Regions from separate parts of the Sus scrofa genome. Here all the other regions are linked to region 1. A link is a contact called in public Hi-C and HiChIP or PLAC-seq data. All regions are on one chromosome and are shown on one strand. The core of a region is the stretch at or near the end of the contact, and the rest is flanking DNA. Distances in the headings are between cores, read along the strand shown.

What was found. Hi-C and Micro-C count contacts between places; a contact is called where the count stands out from the background. HiChIP or PLAC-seq counts read pairs in DNA pulled down with a chosen protein or histone mark.
Region 2: a contact with region 1 is called in an H3K27ac HiChIP or PLAC-seq map of alveolar macrophages. The contact joins the promoter of SPPL2B here to the promoter of GADD45B in region 1. A contact is called at or near these places in 2 of 47 Hi-C or Micro-C datasets (embryonic fibroblasts and heart right ventricle) and 1 of 2 datasets of contacts at active chromatin or transcription factors (alveolar macrophages).
Region 3: a Hi-C map of liver shows a contact between it and region 1, with 4 times the contacts expected there. The contact joins the promoter of GNG7 here to the promoter of GADD45B in region 1. A contact is called at or near these places in 3 of 47 Hi-C or Micro-C datasets (embryonic fibroblasts, liver and skeletal muscle).

What each region holds. Positions count from the first base shown.
Region 1 is chr2:76,108,533-76,113,093 of Sscrofa11.1, reverse strand. It overlaps GADD45B (growth arrest and DNA damage-inducible protein GADD45 beta), which reads left to right and starts at 1,636. Exons shown (of 5, transcript XM_005654701.2): 1 at 1,636-2,132; 2 at 3,020-3,370; 3 at 3,473-3,574; 4 at 3,958-4,180; 5 at 4,438-4,561. The coding sequence starts at 3,327. The coding sequence ends at 4,551.
Region 2 is chr2:76,244,975-76,249,521 of Sscrofa11.1, reverse strand. It overlaps SPPL2B (signal peptide peptidase-like 2B), which reads left to right and starts at 2,455. Exons shown (of 15, transcript XM_003123025.5): 1 at 2,455-2,555. The coding sequence starts at 2,496. LSM7 (U6 snRNA-associated Sm-like protein LSm7) reads right to left here and starts at 2,512. Exons shown (of 4, transcript XM_003123024.4): 1 at 2,351-2,512; 2 at 2,168-2,258. The coding sequence starts at 2,497.
Region 3 is chr2:75,926,611-75,931,286 of Sscrofa11.1, reverse strand. It overlaps GNG7 (guanine nucleotide-binding protein G(I)/G(S)/G(O) subunit gamma-7), which reads right to left and starts at 1,410. Exons shown (of 6, transcript XM_021084181.1): 1 at 1,301-1,410. It overlaps DIRAS1 (GTP-binding protein Di-Ras1), which reads right to left. Exons shown (of 2, transcript XM_021084177.1): 2 at 4,056-4,676.

The sequences.
Region 1 (4,561 bases), core at 387-2,886:
TAAATCAACTGCAATCAACTACATTATTTGCTTATTTGACGACTGAGTTTTGTAGCATTCCCTTAAAATTTGTGCCTGAGGTGGTGGATGCTTCACTCTCCTCACCATACAACCTGCCCTGGTTCCGATAAAACTTTGTGGACAAAAACAAGTAATGCAACACAACAATTACTGGAAACCACCCCTATGCCCAACAACAGGTGAATTGGATAAACTAAATATGGTCTATCCATGCAATATATTAGTCAGCATTAAATTAAAAGGAGGAAATTCTTTTTTTTTTTTTTTTTTGCTTTTTTTTTTTTTTTGAGGGCCGCACCCGTGGCATATGGAAGTCCCTAGGCTAGGGGTCGAATCAGTTACAGCTACTGGCCCGTGCCACAGCCACAGCAAGCCAGGATCTGAGGCTCATCTGCAACCTACACCACAGCTCATGGCAACACAGGATTGTAAACCCACTGAGCAAGGCCAGAGCTCGAACTTGCATCCTCTTGGATCCTAACCAGGTTCGTTAACCACTGAGCCACGAATGGAACTCCCAAAAGTAGGAAATTCTGACGTATACATGGATGAGACTTGAAGACATTATGTTCAATAAAATAAGTCAGACACAAGAGGATGAATACACTATGATCCCATCTATGGGAGGTTCCTTTTTTACTATTATTAAAGTATACTTGATTTACAACATCTCTTCAATTTCTGTTGTACAACAAAGTGACCCAATCACACACAGTTTCCTGTGCTGTGCAGTAGGAGCCCATTGCTGGTCCATTCCAAATTTAACAGTTTGCATACAAAAACCCTGAGTGCCCGTCCATCCCACTCTCTTCCTCCTCCCTAAAGGATAAAATTCATAGAGACAAAGTATAATGGTAGGTGACAGGAGCTGGTGGTAGCTCATGTTTAACTCCCAGGAGTTTATGTTGGGAATGATAGAAAATTTTGAGGTCTAGATCACGGTGATTGTGACACAGCATTGTGAATATATTTAACACCACCAAACAGTATGCTTACAAATGGTCAAAATGATATATAGCACGCATATTTTACCATAAAAAAAAAAAAACAACAGGGGGGGAGTTCCCGGTGTGATGCAGCAGAAACGACTCCAACTAAGAACCACGAGGTTGTCGGTTCCATCCCTCAGCCTCACTTTGTGGGTTAAGGATCCGGCATTGCCGTGAGCTGTGGTGGAGGTCGCAGACACTGCTCGGATCCTGCGTTGCTGTGGCGTAGGCCAGCAGCTGCAGCTCTGATTCAACTCCTAGCCTGGGAACTTCCATATGCCGCGGGTGTGGCCCTAAGAACAAAAACAAACGAAAAACAAAACTCGCAGCCCTGGGCAGTAGTTTACTTGATTTTTCAAAAAATTGCATCTATAAACTTATTAAATACATGTTGCACATATAAAATACTGTGTATACAAAATACTGCCGCTGTTACCTCAGTCCTCCTCCTCACCCGGCCCCCGCCGGTCTGTCCCTTCCGGCGCTGCGGGCCGCAGGGACCTCGTATGGCCGCCAGGTGGCGCCAACTCGCCTTACAGCGCCCAGAACATTTCGCGCCCCCACGGTGGGCGGCGCGGAGGCGGCGGGATGCGTCAGCTCGACCGCTGGCCGAGGAGCTGGGGGAACCGAGCGGCGGGGCAGAGACCAGACCCCAGGCTGGCGGGGGAGGGGGCGCAGCTGTGAGTCACCCGGGAGCCCCTGATCGACCGTGGGAGAAAGTCCTACGCGGGCCTGCCCGCCTGGCTCGTGAACTGCTTTCCCGGGGAGAGGGCGAGGCTGGCGGCAGTCCCAGAGTGCGGCCGTGCCTGGCGCACAAGTGTGGTTCCAGTACGAATTAACCCGTAGCTTGAGGGAGTGGAAGCCTCACGAAGCCTCAGTTTCCTCTTCTACATCATGCAGATAAGCATAGCCCTTGCTTCCTAGGTTCTTGGGGATTAAGAGATAAGGCAAGTGATAGGGGGAGCCTGATACACAGTACTCTCAATACACTCAGCGCCCTCTCCGGAGGGAGGAAGTAAAAGTGGCGAGCATCGCGGGAAGCGTGCCAAGGTGGCAGCACGCAACGCCTGCAAAAATGTTTTCCCTCGATCTCTCTCCGGCCTCTAATTCCCCCACTGTCAGGTGAGGCGCGGAGGTGCAAACAACCCAAAGTGAGGCGCCAGCAGGGGGCGCGGAACCTGCGAGGCGGAGCCACCTGCACCTCCCACGCTCGCCCCACCCTGAAACTCGCGGCGGGTGGGGAGGGGGCATCGCGTCTCGGTCCTAGGCTTTGCAACCCTTGCTTCTGGGTACCTCGAGGCGGCCTCTTACGACTACCAGGTCGTAACTGACTCTACGGAGTGCGTACTGTGTACCTCCCTATTAAAGTCAAGGCTTCCTGCAACCCAATGAGGACAGTGTGCATTGTCATAGGACAGGTGGGGACTCAGGCCGCCTTCGCAGCCCCCAACTTTGGAGACCTGGAGGCAGTCTCCCGCAACCATCACCGCTTGCTTGTTATTCGCTTACTGCGTACTCCTAATTTTATTTTGCACTCCTGCAACCCAAGGAGGCCAGCGCTGCATTCCCATTAGACAAGGGCCCAGAAAGTTAAGTCACCCTGGGTCTGGGGTCCCTGCAGCCTGGGGAGATCCCGGAAACCATCACTAGAAAGGATCAGGCTGCAAACAGTGCTCTCTCCCCATGCAAAACCCCAGCAGGACTTGGAAAGGTGCAGGCCGGGGACTCTCCGAGGACGGGGAGGGGATTCCAGGCCCCCCCGAAAGTCAGGGCCGCCTGGCGCGCTGGAAATCCCGCGCGCGCCCCGAAACGCGGCTCGGCTGCCGGGAAATCAGGAGAAAACTTCTGCTTTTTTTTTTTTCTGGCACTCAAACTCCCCGCTCCCCCCCTCGCGCCCTCCTCCCAGCTCTCGCCCCCACGTGGGGCGCCCCCGCACGGCGCCCCGCCCTCTTCCCACCGCCAGCCAACCGCGGCGCCTGTTTCTCTCGCCTTTGTTTTTCCTCCAATAGGAAGAGAAGACGGTCCACCGGGGCCACGCCCCTATTGTACAGTCTATAAGTGGCGGTGCCCGCGGCCGCGGGTTCAGATTATTGAAGCTGAGGACTCGCGCTGTTAGCGGTCGCTTCCTGGATTATTTTTTGCTGAGGTATTTGCAATCTTTTTCGTTTTTTGTGGAGAGGATTTCGCTGCGATCTGAAGGTCTAGACGAACGCTCGGGCTCCGTGGGAAGGCTTTGGGCTCTCCGGCCTCGGATTTTTCATTTTCATCCTTGGAACTGTCGTGTGGCTGTTTTCCACTGTGGATTATAACTGCAACATGACACTGGAAGAGCTCGTGGCATGCGACAACGCGGCGCAAAAGTAAGTAACCGGGGCCCCGCCGCCTGAGGTCGGCCGGGCCGGGCGGGGACCGGAGTACCCGGTGGCCGATCCGGCGCTGACCCCCATCTTCCTTGGCTCCAGGATGCAGACGGTGAGCGCCGCGGTGGAGGAGCTGCTGGTGGCCGCGCAGCGCCAGGACCGCCTCACCGTGGGGGTGTACGAGTCGGCCAAGCTGATGAATGTGTGAGTCAGACCCCGTCCCCGGGATGGGCGCGGGTGGGGACTCCCTTCGCTTTGCACGATCCTTGCTGCGCCCCTCTCTTGCATGGGGCTGGGACATCTCCATGTGTCCCTACTGTGGGTTGAGGGCCTTTCTGCTTTCTGAGTGGGGAGGCTGCAGTATCCCGGTGCTGCATCATGTGTAAGCAACCTCCCCATCAATATCCCTGCCTTACCTCCCCCCGCCCCCGCCCAGAACCTTGAACCGAACATCACCTCCATCCCACCGTCTGCAGGCATACACGATTCCCGGCAACCTGCGGTGTCTTTGCTTTTGCAAACTCCGCGCTGCGCGGTGGCCCCTCCCCAGTCCCCAGCTGACCCATCGCCCTCCTCTGGCCCCTCAGGGACCCTGACAGCGTTGTCCTGTGCCTCCTGGCCATTGACGAGGAGGAAGAGGATGACATCGCCCTGCAGATCCACTTCACCCTCATCCAGTCGTTTTGCTGTGACAACGATATCGATATCGTGCGGGTGTCAGGAATGCAGCGACTGGCACAGCTGCTGGGCGAGCCGGCCGAGACCCAGGGCACCACTGAGGCCCGGGACCTGCACTGCCTCCTGGTCACGGTGAGCTGGGCCTCCGCCCTGCCCCGCCCCACCCGCACCTGGGCCGGTGTTTGTCAACAAAGCCGAGCTGACCGGTCTGCACCAGCTCAGCGCTCAGCCACGTTAGGCATGTCCCGTGGGCAGCCCGCTGGCCTTAGGGCCTCATCACCCAGCGAGCTATTTTGAGCCAGCTTGTTTTCCCCAAAGGGGCCCTGGGAGGGGGAGGTTCCCCACCCCCTTCTGGAGCTCCCACTGAACCCGGTCTTCTCCTCCCACAGAACCCTCACACAGATGCCTGGAAAAGCCACGGCCTGGTGGAGGTAGCCAGTTACTGCGAAGAGAGCCGGGGGAACAACCAGTGGGTCCCCTGCATCTCCCTCCAGGAACGCTGAGACCCTTCTG
Region 2 (4,547 bases), core at 1,206-3,705, 140 kb before region 1:
GGCCGGGAGCCCACACCTGTGGGTCTGCCCCCCTCAAGGGGACGGGTGCACTGTGGCAGGCGGGCAGGATTCTGAGACAGAACCGGCATTCCCTCACCCCGAGAACACGCCTGGGAACCCCCTCCCCTCAGTGTGGAACAGGAGCAACGATGGGACATCACTCTGTGGTCATGTGACAGAGACAGAAGGCTTCGCAGCTGTAATTAAGGTTCAAGAGTCGGCTGACTTTCAGTGAACCTAAAGGGAGGCTATGCTGGGTAGGCCCAACCTGAAAGGTGAGCTACTAAAGGAATGGGCACTTTCTGGACAAAAGAGATTTTCCTGCTGGCTTTGAAGAAGCAAACTGCTAGGCGATGGACAGAGCCCATGGCAAGGGCAGCAGGCAGCCTCCAAGAGCCAAAAGGGTCTCTGGCCCACTTTAGCCAGAATACGGGGACCTGAGTCCAACAACCAGTGGGCAGGCAGGAGGAACTGGGTCTCAGATGACAAGCTCCCAGAGACACTCTTTTATGGCCACCTTGTCAGCGACCTGAGGCACCCAGAGTATAGAAACCACGCACACTGTTGAGATAAAAACGTGTGTTGTTTAAGCAGCTAACTGGTGGCCGTTTGCTCCGCAGCGTTGCAAACATAAGCACCCCGAGACGAGACCTATCTCCTATGTTTCAGAGCTAGGATGGTACTAGCATGTTCAAATCCTCACTGTGCCAGGTACCTCGACTGGCAGGCACTGACTGTGCTTTTAGCCATTCTGATGCTACTCAACTGTCCACAGCTCAGGGAAGGAGGGATCTGGAGCACTGTTTAAGAAACTGAAGATCAGAGGAAGCTGAATAAGTGAAATGTTGACCTTGAATTATCTGTCAGGGACTTCCTATCGTGGCTGAGTGGTTAGCAAATCTGACTAGGAACCATGAGGTTGCAGGTTTGATCCCTGGCCTTGCTCAGTGGGTTAAGGATCTGGTGTTGCCGTGAGCTGTGGTGTAGGTCGCAGACACGGCTCGGATCCCGAGTTGCTGTGGTTCTGGCATAAGCGGCGGCTACAGCTCCGATTAGACACCTAGCCTGGGAACCTCCATCGGGAACCCTGTTAACACTTTACCTGCCTTGAACTCTTTAATCCCCACTGCTGAGGTGGGCGGAGTCAATAATAGCCTCTGACAAAGGAAGAGACTGAGGCTCAGAAAAGATAGTGCCTTGCCCAAAGTTCCACAGCAGCTGAGTGGACAAGAGGGCTCTGCCATGGACGGCACTGCCCGCATGACCCTGCAGTCTCCTTACCAGATTCCAGTAGGAGACGCAGAGTTAAAGCCTCACAATAACAGCAGAAAGCTGCAAACTGTGTGACAGGTACTAGTAGAAGCTCATAACAAAGAGGCCTGACCTGGGCTGGGGAGTCAGGGAAAGCTTCCCAGAGCAATGGTATTGAGCTGCCAGTGGGGAAATGACCAAGTTAACTTGGTAGCCAGTTAACCTGGTAAAGGTGCTCAAGACAGAGAAAACAAGTATCTTTACAGCCCTGTGGCGGTTGAGAACTCCCAGCATTACTCTGGAGCAAAAGGTTCCTCCTTTACCCTGGAACAACCGTGAACAAGGAGATGGGATTTCTTTATAACAGATCCCTCTGGTGGCTTCATAAAAATTGACCATAGGGCCATGGTTCTCAACCGGGTCAGTTCTGTCCCCCAAGGGACAGTGGGCCATGTCTGGGAGGTCTGTGGTCGTCACGAATGGGGGGCTCCTGGCATCAAGTGGGTGGGAATCAGAGATGCTGTTTCACACTCTACAACGCCCAGGACAAACCTCCACAGAGAACACTGCTGCCCCAATGTCAGCAGTGCCGAGCCTGAGAAACCCTGGTGCAGGAGCACGGTGAGGAGCTGGGGCAGCCACCTGGGTGAGAAAGAACCACAGCAGGCAGAGCAGTGAATCCCAGCCACTGGGTTTTGGGTTAGTTTGGGGCCTTTTCCCGTGCCTCAGTTTCCCCACCTGCAACAGGGCCGTAATCGTTCCTACCTCCCGGCGCCTTTTGCAAGCCGGCACGAGTTCTCCGAACTAAACGATTAAAGCGCCGCCCAGGTATTCGTCATCAGTACCGCTGCCCGTTACCCCGTGTGGACCTTAAGAGGGGGAGAGTGGGGGGGGGAGGCAGGGGGCGGGGCCTCACCTTCGCGGCCTCCCTGGAACTTCACCCGAATAGTCTTGTCGATGTACTTGGACAGGTCCAAGATGCTTTCCTTCTTTTTCTTCTCTTTGTCCTGCGAGGAAAGCACATTGCGTGAGGGGGGAAGCGCGGCCAGATTCTGCCCCGCCAGCCCCTCCAGCCAAGCCAGCCGCGCCGCACGCTCACCGCCATCTTGCCGCCGCCGCCGCGCCGCGCCCTTTGGCCTCTGCCCCCTGCACATGCGCGGCGGACGCCTGGCGCCTGCGCAGCGCGGGGCGCCAAGGCGTTGCTGGGAAACATCTGCCGACGCCTGCGGCGGGGACCGGGCGACATGGCGGCGGTGGCATCGCTGGCTCGGCTCGCGGCGGCCTTCGTTCTCCTCGCAGCCCAGGTGAGGGCGGCGCCGACCCTGGCGGCCTCGCCATCCGCGGTGCCATTACTCCTTGGCCCCCCGACCCCGCATAGGGGTCCGCTCGGCCTGGCCTGGGGGTCAACCTAGGGTGTCCGTGCCCCCTACGCGGTCGGCCCGCGGGCTCGGGGCCGGCAGTGACCTTGCCGGACTGTCCCCGGCGCGTCTGCCTTCCCTGCCTGGAAGCCCTTCCCAGCCGCAGCGTCACCAGGCCCCGCCGGAGTCTTAAGGGGGGGTTCCCCCTCTCCTGCCCCGAGCCCCGCTTGTCCACCCCGGGGTCTCCAACCGCCGCCAGAGACGCCCCTCTAGCTTCGTGACTTTGGTCTGGGAGCTACCCCTCTCCGAGCCTCAGTTTCTCCTTGAGTGCGACGCTATCTGCCTCGACCGTGGTTGTGGTAAACTGTCCAGCGCGGCACCCAGGGTCTGGCGGTGTTGGGACGCAGCCGGGAGCCCAGCCCCGAAGTGGGGTCGAATCGCCGCCGCATCTTTTGCTCGCATGACCTTGGCAAGGGAGTTCCCCGCTTTGAGTATCAGTTCCTTGTCTGCAAAAGGAAGATAAGTGTACAGTATAGAGTCAGCGAGATGATATATGGGATCATGAACGCGCAGCATGCTACTTCTCTGTCATTTAACGTTAAGGGTCTCCAGGTGCTAGTGGGGGGAACTACCACGAGGTGGCTGATATACATTGTCATAAGTGCATCTTTTATTACCAAATCCTCCCCCTCTCTCAGGTTCCACAGCTTAGGCAGTGGTGGCCCCCAACAGCTCCCAAAACTGGGTCATTAGCCTGCTCCAGCCCCTCCACCTCTGCTCCAGGCAGATGGCTTTCCTCTGTGGCCACTTTTGTTCTCTGCACCCCCGGTTCATTCTCAACACTGCAGGAGCGATCTTTCTCAAAGTGTGTCATGTCTTGTGCCCAGAGGAGAGCCTTCTGGCAGCTTCCTGGTGCATTCGTGAAGCCCCTGTGATCTGGCTGTCAGGAAGCTTCCCCTTTCCAGCTCTAGTGTATTGAAGGCTCCCTGCACTTCTCTCTTTCGCCCAGGGTCACAGAATGGTAGGGAGTGGGTTTAGGGCTGTGAGCAAGCAGCCTCCTGTCAGTGGAGAGCTGGTCTTCCTCTTGAGCGCCATGAAGAACCAGGCCCAGGGAGGGTTCTGTATGTAGGGTTGTGTATGAATTGCCTGGTCATACACTTAGCCTCAGCTTCATTGCCCCTCCCTCTCAGGCTCTCTGGGACGCCCCCCTAGCTGCTTTGCCAGCCCCCTGTACTTCCCTGAGCCCTGTTCACTCATTTTCCTCAGCTGTCTCAGCAACTCGAGGCAGGGACCTTGAGCTGTCTGGGTATTCCAAAGGAGTGCAAAGCTAGAAGCAGGGGGAGGGTCATGGAAACACCACAGAATGAGGGATGCAATTGGCCTGGGAATGCTTTTCAGGAGCAGCGGTGCCTGCAGGGTGTTCTGAAGGACGAGTAGGAGTTTGCTAGGTCAGGAGAGCAGATGGAGGGTGTTGCAGGTGATGTGAGCAGGGCCAGGCAGAAGCGTGAGAGCTTTATTTGGGGAAGCTGTGGCTCCGCTCTAACTGGTGTATTTTCAGTACAGTGGTTCCACCTGAGAATGGTGTCATCCCAGTGGAGGCTCAGGTGCACTGGCAGGGAGGCCAGGGAGGGAACGTCAGGGGAGTGGCTCCAGGCCGAGGGTAAAGGGCAGATGGAGCCTGTGGCCCTCCCAGGCTGGGGTCCAGGGAGTGGGCTGGACAGGTCAGAGCTGCATGCTGGAGGCCCACGTGATGAGGTGTTTGGACTTTATTCTCAGCTGACTGAACTTCATCCTGAGTGTGGGGAGCCAAGAAGAGTGTTGGAGAGAGGGAGGAGCTCTTGGGCCATTGCTTTCCGGAACAGAACCCTCCCTGGGCCTGGTTCTTCATGGCGCTCAAGAGGAAGACCAGCTTTCCACTGACAGGAGGCTGCTTGCTCA
Region 3 (4,676 bases), core at 161-2,660, 180 kb after region 1:
CAAGTTTGTGAACTTGGCATTTGCCTCGCTGACACCTAGCAACAGGGAAGGCCCTCAGCTGCTGTTCATCAAGCTTGTCTTCTCCTGCCCACCTTTCAACCCTGAGCAACCCTACTCCCTGGGAAAAATAAAGTGCCACCTACATCCCTTAGTATCATTGTCCCCAAAACTCCCACTTTGATTCCTCGCTCCTGAGCCCAAAATTTCCTGAAAAATTCAGTCACCAACTCCAGGCTTTCTGCTTCCCAAGACATTCCCCTTTGCGCACCACATCCCAGAAACGGACCTCGCAAAGTATGTCCAACGCCCATCTCCTGCAGCTCACTGCTTTGCCAAGGAGTCTCTGACCCATGCCCCCTTGGACCCCAATGATCAGCCAAAGCCTCAGTGACTCCCCTCGTCAATCTTCATAACTGACTTCTGAGGCCCCCATTTCCTCCTGAAGTCACCCTCCTGCAGAACACCTGCAGCTTCTATCCCACCTCCCCCTTTCTCATCACCCACACACTCCTAACTCTCCACCTCTCCCCACAGCTCTCCCATGCCTTTGGAAAGGAGCCTGACCCCCACCTGCTTCCCTCAGCTCCCCCTCAGCTCTGCTCTCTGGCCCTGTGCCAGCTCATCCTGACCAGAGGTCCTCAATCACCCTTCCTAGACAAGGGGACCAACTCCATCGCAGTCCTCTTCCCAGCTAACTTGGAGCCCCAACTCCAGTCCTGATCCCTAATTCTAATGCCAGCCCCCAACTCCGGCCCCCTCTTCACGATCCTGACGCCCAGCTCCAGCCCAGATCCCTGACCCCTCTTCACAGACCCTAGCCCCTCCTCACAGACCCTGACCCCCAACTCCAACCCGAATCGTAGGCCCCAGCCTCCCCTTCACAGACCCTGACCCCCAACTCCAGCCTGGATACCCCAGCCCCCGTTCAGTGGACCCCAATCCCTAACTCCAGCCCAGATCCCTGGCCCCTCCTCATAGAACCCAGCCCAGATCCCCAATTACAACCCAGATTCCCCGGCCCTCCTCAGACCCCAGCCTCTCCTCACAAACCCCGACCACAACTCTAACCCGGATCCTCGGCCCCCCCTCACAGACCCCCACCCCCAACTCTAATCGGGATTCTCCGTCCCTCCTCACAGACCCGGACTCCCAACCCTGTCCGCAGCCAACTCGGAGCCGTTCCAAGACCCCCACCTGGGACCGTCCGGCCTCCCCCTCCGCCCCGGCCGCACGCCCGCCCCTGACGCCCGAGACAGGGGCGGTGGACCCCATCCCGATTCGCGGCCGCACGTGCCCTTACCTGCGCTCGGACCTTCGCGGCCGCCTCAGCCCCGCCGCGCAGCCGAACCCACCACGGGGCCCGCGAGCGCTCGCTCCCCCCCGCGGGGGCGGGGCCGGCGCGCGAGGGGCGGGCACTGGAGGCTGGAGCGGCCAATGGAAGGCCAGGGCGGCGGGAGCTAGGAGTGGGGGCGGGGCACAGATCAGGCAGCGGGGTAGGCTGCACCCAGGAGAGGGGGCGGGGCGTGGGACGCGGGCGGGGCCAGGAGGCGGAGCGCTGAGTGGCACCGCCGCTGGCCACACGCAAGGGGAGAACGCGAGAGGGAGGAGCTATGTTAATATGCAAATAGGTACGGTGTGGTGGATCTAGCAGCTGGGCGACTAGCCGATTTTCTGAGGTGACTTGGTGACGTCAAGGAGGCGCTGGGCTGCTCGTGAGTTTGAATCCCGGGTGGGGCCATGGGTTCAAATCTAAATCTTAGCTCCCTTGCAGGGTAAGACTGTCCCCTACTGGAGTTCCTGACCTAGCGCCGCGGAATCCAACTAGGAACCATGAGGTTGCCTGTTCAATCCCTGGCCTTGCTCAGTGAGTTAAGGATCCAGCGTTGCTGTGAGTTGTGGTGTATGTAGGTTGCAGACGCCGGTCAGGAACCTGCATTGTTGTGGCTGTGGCTAGGCTGGCAGCTGTAATTCTGATTAGACCCCCTACTCCGATTAGACTGTCCCCTACTAATCAGTCCCTTGATCTACAGGACTACAATAATAACTGCTCCCTCTAGCTTAAAGCTCTGCATAAGGCTAGGAGGTGAAATGATATTATCCCCATTTTATAGAGGAGGAAACTGAGTCTCAGAGAGGTTAAATTCAAGTTCATTCACGCAAGCTTGTCTCATAATTTCCAGGGTTTCTTAATGTCCTAACTGCTGGGCCTTGATTGTAAAATACAAATTCCTGGGCCACACACAACTCAAATGAACCTAGACCCCTGGAATGTGCATTTTTAGCATGCTTCCCCCTCCACCGCCCCATGGGATTTTAGGCAACATTTGGTATGTCTCCAAAAGCATCCAGTGGACATGAAGGGGAGAATTTCTTACATGGGAAGCTGGAGCCACCTTATTCTGGGACTTTGAGAACTTTGTGCAACATTGTTACCCTGTGATCTGAGCTGCTGGCCTCCCAGCTGAGCCCCCCCAGGGCTGCTTTCATCCCAGCAGGAACCTGTCTCCTCAACCCTGCCACATACAGGCAGAACCCAGCGCCGGGGCCTTTCACTTCCCAGTTCAACCCTGCAGAAGGAGTTACTCTCTGAACAAGAGTTACAAACCTGTGGCCCTCTGACAAGACACAGCCCCCAAAATCCTGTAAAAATTCAAAATTCGTTGCCAACATTTAAAAATCAGGACATTTCACAAAATGAACCCAGATTTCCAGGCCCTCCCAAAAAATTGAGAGGTCTGGTAATTCCTAAGAGCCCTGGGAGAAGGAGCTGAGCACGTGTCACTCAAGTCTTCCTTTGTGGCCCCAAAAAAGATTACGGCAGGGCTGGGGCAAAGCAAGTGAGGCACTTTTCTCAAATCCAGAACCTGAAGGGGTGCCCCCAAAGAGACAGAAACACTCACCATCAAGATAACTAATGACATTTTTTTTTTCTTTTTGCCTTTTCTAGGCTGCTCCTGTGGCACATGGAGATTCCCAGGCTAGGGGTCTAATCAGAACCGTAGCCACCGGCCTACACTAGAGCCACAGCAACTCGGGATGCGAGCCACATCTGCAACCTACACCACAGCTCACAGCAACGCCGGATCCTCAACCCACTGAGCAAGGCCAGGGATCGAACCCGCAACCTCATGGTTCCTAGTCGGATTCATTAACCACTGCGCCACGACGGGAACTCCACTAATGTCATATTTTAAAAATTCAAAATAAATGCAGAAATAATTCATGATGAACAAAATAGCCAAATTTTTAAAGAAAGTCAAGGTCTGATTCTGGCCTTGTGCAAACCACCTCCCTTGCCACCAGCTACCCCTAGCTTCCTTTGCATTAAATATTGCATTAAAGTAAGTATCTAGACGGCTGAGTTTTTGATCACCTATGGCAAGTGCCTCCATCTCCTCACCCTAGTCCTGGCCCTGCTTATAAATCTGTGAACTCTGGAGTTCCCGTTGTGGCTCAGTAGGTTAAGAACCCAGCTGGTATCCATGAGGATGCAACTTCGATCCCTGGCCTCACTCAATGGGTTAAGGATCTGGCATTGCCACAAGCTGCAGCATAGGTGGCACAGGCAGCTCAGATCCAGTGTTGCCATGGCTGTGGCGTAGCCCTTAGCTGCAGCTTCGATTTGACCTCTAGCCTGGGAACTTCCAAATGCCATAAGTATAGCCATAAAAGAAAGGAAGAAAGAAGCAAAGGAAGAAAGGGAGAAAGAAAGAAAGATAAATAAATAAATTTGCAAACTTTGCCCTGAGCAATTTAGTAGATGGGAAAACTGAGGCCCTGCAAGTTTCTCCCCACGTAACATAGGGACCATAGTGCCCATCCCATCCGTTCCACTTGGTGCGGTAAATACAGGGTCCAGAAGGACCTGTGAGATGTTTTGTGGGGACCACAGGGGTGAAACACTGAAATGTTCCCACCATGCCCCAGAATCCTCATCACAAAAGTCCAAACTCCCCCCACACCCCCATCCCTCACTTCCCCATTCCTCCCATCCCTCATCCTTTTCAGGGGGCGAGCTGACTTCCCCACCCCAAAGAAGGTGCACTGGTGGGGGATGCAGGATCCACTTCTTTATTGCAGGAAGACTATTTCTAGAGCGAATGCTACACAGACCCCACGACGGGGGCGGTGGGGGTGGGGGGCACCCACATGCGGGGGGAGAGGGGACAGGGGTGGGGTCACAGAAAGCATGGCCTGGCACAGACCCCAGACCCAGGGGTGCCGAGGCAGGATGGGCCAGCAGCTGGGGCAGGTTCTGCGCCCCTACTGCAGAACCCCTCTCTTCCCCAGGGTTGGGGCAGGAGAGGCCTGGAGGCGGGCAGGGCCCCAGGGAGATTGTGCTATCAGGGTGTGTCCCTGAGAAAGGGCTGCAGACCCCTGCCCAGCCCCACTTTCTCCTGCACCTTCAAGGGGGAGAGGTCAACACCGGCTGCCGGTGGGCCCTGGACCCGCCACAGGGTAAGTGGCTCAGCTGTGCTCAAGCAGGGTGCTGCCCGTTCTTCTTCTGTGAGCCTGTCCATGTGCCGGGTGGTGACACACACATGCACTTGCACACACACAAACACACACACACTCTCACCTTCTCACGGTGTGCCCAGTAAATATTTGCAGAGTGAATAGCCACACAAACACAGAGGGGAAAAAACACACAGCTACCAAGACAGACGTGAACAGTC